Linked DNA regions of Rattus norvegicus: region 1 is linked to region 2. Evidence: chromatin contacts called from public Hi-C data. All regions are on one chromosome and are shown on one strand. The core of a region is the stretch at or near the end of the contact, and the rest is flanking DNA. Distances in the headings are between cores, read along the strand shown.

Region 1 (2,700 bases), core at 120-2,619, 170 kb after region 2:
GATTTCAACATTGTTCCTGTGAACTGACCAGTGGTTTCTGTTTACCAAGCTTCTCAGAATAGTCCTCTGTTTGCAAGGAAGTCCACGTTTGAGAGTTTATCCTAAACAATTTAGGGCATTGCCACTAGAAGTAGACAATGAGACCCCGTCACTGAAGACAGCAAATGTTTCTGTTGCAGGGCATAGAAGAATCATGAGAGGACTCAGCTGGAGGCTTCCTCCTTGCTGATAGCTTTCATAGAGCCAGGGGGTGATGTGCAGGCTTCCAGGAGAGAATTGTCACCGACGTCTCACCCAGCTGCTGACCCTGTGAGCTATACTGCTAACCTGCTAGGCATGATACGCCCTCGGGTGTGATGGTGGCACAGAGGTATGTGGTAACCAGTTACTTTCTGGTTGGATTTAAGGCCTTTTCTCCAGGGGAGAAATCATGCCTGCTACTGTGAACCTGGTCGCAAGCCCATGGCTGGGCACTCAGAGTTCTTAGTGGGCTACTGCTGGGTTTTTTGCTCAGTAGAGTAACTCTTTTCTTGTTTTCATTGTTGGGAAGCACACACGGTTTCAAAGTTCCATCACTTGGCCACACAACTAGGGGGTGGGGTTGCTGTCTAGCTAAGGTGCAGGGGTGATGCCCTCTCCCCTGCTGAAGCTCAGATGGCCTCCTCGGGGAAGGAGTGCAGCTAGAAAGAAAACTCGGGTCTCCTTACTGGCACTGTGGAACACCTCCCAAGACCACACTTCCTCCCTGGTTTTCAAGGGTACATAAACATATGATAATGACACCTTCTACAAGCCACCCGAAAATAAGGGTGCCTCAACCTACTTTGTCTACAGATTCATCAGAGCAAGAGGGTGCTGTCCGGATGGGTCCCTCCACAAGCTCCAGTCAGAGATGACTCCATTCAGGTAAGAGCTCTGGTTCTGGACCAAGTGATGCTTGCGTCTTCTCCTGGAGGGTGGGGTGTGCAGTTACTCCTGTTGCCTTCGGAGATGGCTGATGATGCTACGCCATGAAGCCTGCTGCAATGAGGCGACGGCAGTAAAACGTGGGTGAAGGATAAACAAGAAGTGAGTAGGTCAGGATAGCCTTTCTGGAGCTCCTACAACTCCCGTTTGGCTTATGCACCATTTAGACTTAAGGGAGAAGAGAAATAAATCACCTTTTCTTTCCTGATGTTGAGGGTACATTTTTTTTCCTTTTGGTTTCCTTTTATATACCTGTGGTATCGGGGGCAACTCACCAGCCAATAGGACAATGACCAGGCTCCATCTCGGGCTTCCAGGTCACAGAACCCAGGGCATCTACCTGCCATGTTCTTTCCCACCTGGCACATGTCCATGTATCTGCAGCCAGGGAAGCCGTTGGCTCTAGCACAATCACTGGAACAGCAAGCCTGGCACAAGCCTCCGTCTCTGTGTGGCCTGGGTTTGTTGTGACAGTTACCCATTCAAGTGGAGTCAGATTAAAATGACCAAAGGGTCCACTGTACCCTAGGCTCCCAAGGGAGTTCGAAATGGCCTAAGAAGTGACTGAGAAGGACCTTTGAGGAGAGAGTAGTTTGCCTCCCCAGAGTTGAGGGGAGTCAGACAGAGCCTCTGCCCCCCAACCCCACGCTCCCAGCTGCACACCTGCACCCTTTATTGTGGGGATGCCACATAGGGCAGCTCTCTACCCTACAACACCCCAAACCTTTGTGCTTGTTGGAGCAGAGGAAGGGAGCACAGAGAGGCAGACACACCCATCTCAGTTCCCAGCCCCCAGCAAGTGTCTGGGCCATCTCAGGCTCGCTCTGTCCTCTCTGCCTTTTCTGTCCCACTGTCCTGTCACCTCCAAAGCTGCTTGGGTACAGCTTAACCCAGATCAGCACCCACACACGTCATTAGTGCACAGCAAGAATCAACATCAAGCAAGGACCATGTTTAAAATACAGGCAGATCGGGGTTTGATCCTTATTATCTGAGAGCTCAGGCTTGCTTTGGACTTTTTTGAGGATCAAATGTATCCCAGGTTGGCCCTGAACTAGGATGGCAGGCTTACAGGCTTAGACCAACCACGGCCGGTTTAGAGAGAGATCCTTCTTTTCTCTTCTCTTCTCTTCTCTTCTCTTCTCTTCTCTTCTCTTCTCTTCTCTTCTCTTCTTTTCTCATTTTTCCTCATCTCTTCTTTTCTTTTTCTTCTCTGCGTTGTACCTACAGCTTCATATAGCAAGTTCTCGACCTCTTAGTTGTATCCTTAACTTCAGAAAACTTTAAAAATTGATCTTGACAAATATAATATGATTCTACTTATAGAAGGTACCCAGAGGTCAAATTGATGGAAACAAACAAACAAAAAATACAGCAGAGATCAGAACCCCAGTCAGTGTTTGATGAGTTTGAGTTTATAGTTTAGGGAGTTGCAAACTGTGAGAGACCGAAACAAATAGAAAAGGAAAAAGAAACAAAGGAAGGAAGGAAGGAAGGAAGGAAGGAAGGAAGGAAGGGAGGGAGGGAGGAAGGGAGGAAGGGAAGGAGGGAGGGAGGAAGGGAGGAAGGGAGGAAGGGAGGGAGGAAGGAAGGAAGGGAGGAAGGGAAGGAGGGAGGGAGGGAGGGAGGGAGGAAGGAAGGGAGGGAGGGAGGGAGGGAGGAAGGAAGGAAGGAAGGAAGGAAGGAAGGAAGAGAGGGGGGAAAAGGTGGATCACATTCCTGAGGAACCACACC
Region 2 (2,700 bases), core at 31-2,530:
GTGAGATTCCTGCACCCTCATATAGTGTTGAGGTGACATTAACATTACCATAGATCTAACTCTCCCTGTCTAGTTCTTGCTTCATTGGCAAGACTATAGGCTTCAGTAGCCTACTCTATGATGGTCATGGAATAAACATGTTATGCCTACTGCAGATACCCAAACTATCCAGTGATGTAGCAAGGGTGTGCTGGATTGTTTTATGTCAACTTGACACAAGCTAAAGTCATATGAGAGGAGGGAACCTTAATTGAGAAAATGCCTCCATAAGATTAGACTGTTGGTAAGCCATTAGAGCAGTGATTCTTAATTAGTGATTGATGGGGATGGAGTCATTTCTGAGCTGGTGGTCCTAGGTTCTATAAGAAAGCAGAGTGAGCAAGTCACGAGGAGCACGCTAGCTTACTAGCTTACAGCACCCCTCCATGGCTCCTGCATCAGCTCCTGCCTCCAGGTTCTGGCTCGGTTTGAGTTCCTGTCTTGATTTCCTTTAGTGATGGACCACAGTGTGGAAGTGTAAGCCAAACAAACCTTTTCTTCCCCAAGTTGTTTTTGGTCATGGTGTTTCATCACAGCAACAGTAACCCTAAGACAAAAGGGAACTCTCCAAATCCCAGGGAAGTGTCCTTCATTCAAACACAATGTTGTCCTCCATTTAGGAGGAAGCTATGAAGGGAAAGCTTGTTAGGGAGCAGAGGACTCTGGGGATTTTTCTCAGAAGGCTTCCATGTTGCCTCATGAGGCTGTGAACCCAGGCAACATACTTTCCCTCAAGGCAGGATTCTCTCTGATAAGATGTGGGAATTGTCAGCATCTCGTCTGCCAAACAGGTGCTCAGAAATGCACTTAGACGTGAGTGAGTCTAGGCAATATTGGACAATAAAGTTAATCACACCTTGACTCTTCCTGTGGGCATAAGTGAAAATTGGTGAGCTATGCCATGTAGGATAAAGTTCACCATTGAATTCTGGCTGTTCCCGCCAGGGCCATACATCTCTGTAAATAAAGGCTTGCTTCCCTCTTTGAATTGCTGTTCTTGCTCAAGACATTGAGGTTTCCCTTTGCCCTGGTTTTGAAAACTAACTCGGTTCCATGCTATTATCAGCAAAGCCTGCGAGAACTGACAGCCCTGGTACTCTTAAGTTATCAGGGAATAGTTCAGTCAAATAAAATGTAGTTGAAATTTAACTGAATTGTCAAAGCTTCGGTGAAATAGGGAATTTGGGCCAGAGCTGTTCACGTGATTAAAAACGATCCCTAGACACACACCTATCAGCGAGTGGGGTGATCTGTCTTACCACTCTCTGTGGGCAACGTACATTTTGTAAGTTCTGTGTATGCCATGGAATCCTGTATTCTCTCTGTTATTTCTTGAGAACATTTCACACCAAAAGCATGGATTTTAGAGTTTCTGTGAAATGTTGTTTGCTTATTTTATTTGCTGACAGGGTCTCTACCCCAGTCTTGAACCACTACATAGTAGAGTATATTATATTTCTGATCCTCTCTCCTCTGCCTCCATGGCATAGACGTGTGCTGTCACATCTGGTTTTATGCTATGTTGGAGTAGCAACCTAGGTCTTCATGCATGATAGGTAAATGATCTACCAGCTGAACTGTATCCCCAACCCTTCCATACATGTTTATAAAGATGCCATTGAATTGACTCCAGGCTTTTCCTCATAGATCTTGTTGTTTCATATTTACTCTTTGTAGGACTTGTTTTGTTTTGTTTTGTTTTGTTTTGTTTTGTTCCCTTAGGTAACCGAGGATCCTGACAAGAGGCTCCTGAAAGTGAAATTTGTGGTACTTGGTTTATTTTTATCTATCCAATCAGCCAGTCAACATATATGACTTGAATGCCTTTCTCAACAACATTCTTAAGACCCGGAGATACAAAGATGCACATATAAAAGGCACAAGGAAATAAACACGACTATCATTACAAACCTTCAAACCACCATCTCTAGTTGGACCCTTGACTTACTCTTATGTTTATCTCCCAAAAGTTAAAATCTTTCCAACCCAATACCGATGCGCCAAAAGCAAAGAGTGCCACATGTGTCCTTTTGTTTGTAAGAACTTCTTTTTCAAACCTGCTAGCTATTTAAACATTTAGGAGCCTCAGAAACTCACCGGCTGTGCCAACTGGTTTTATGTCACCTACAAGCTAAAGTCGTCTGAGAGGAGGAAACATCATTTGAAAAAATGCCTTCGTCAGGTCAGGCTGCAGGCAAGCCTGTGGGGCAGTGGTTCTCAACCTTCCCGATGGTTCAATTCTTTCCTACAGTTCCTTGTGTTGTGGGGACCCCCACCCATGAGATTGTTTTCATTGCTACTTCATAACTGTAATTTGCTACTGTTATGAATTATAATGTAAATATCTGTGTTTCTGATGGTCTTAGGAAACCCCTGTGAAAAGAGTTTGATCCCCAAAGAGGTCATGATCCACCGGTTAAGAACCACTGCTATAGACCATTTTCTTAATTAGTGCTGGGTGTGGAAGGGCCTAGCCCATTGTAAGTGATGCCCCCCTCTAGGCTGTTGGTCCTGGGTTCTATAAGAAAGTAAGCTGAGCAAGCCATGAGGAGCAACTCAGTGAGCTGAATCCCTCCATGGCCTCTGCATCAGCTCCTGCCTCCAGGTTCCTGCCATGCTTGAGTTCCTGTTCTGACTTCCTGCATTAATGAAGTGTAAGCT

The links. A called contact is a pair of places that touch in the nucleus more often than the background predicts.
Region 1: a Hi-C map of liver shows a contact between it and region 2, with 1.8 times the contacts expected there. The contact joins two enhancer-like sites. A contact is called at or near these places in 2 of 12 Hi-C or Micro-C datasets (both in liver).

The regions. Positions count from the first base shown.
Region 1 is chr4:104,900,007-104,902,706 of GRCr8, forward strand. No RefSeq gene overlaps it. Among named protein-coding and RNA genes, the nearest start is that of Cd8a, 23 kb to the right of the region's middle. Within about 2 kb of position 1,370, at least 1 of the 93 cell types and tissues checked has an H3K27ac peak or open chromatin away from gene starts, as enhancers often do. A contact at or near this core is called in liver, where this site is marked.
Region 2 is chr4:104,733,936-104,736,635 of GRCr8, forward strand. No RefSeq gene overlaps it. Among named protein-coding and RNA genes, the nearest start is that of Fabp1, 14 kb to the right of the region's middle. Within about 2 kb of position 1,281, at least 1 of the 93 cell types and tissues checked has an H3K27ac peak or open chromatin away from gene starts, as enhancers often do. A contact at or near this core is called in liver, where this site is marked.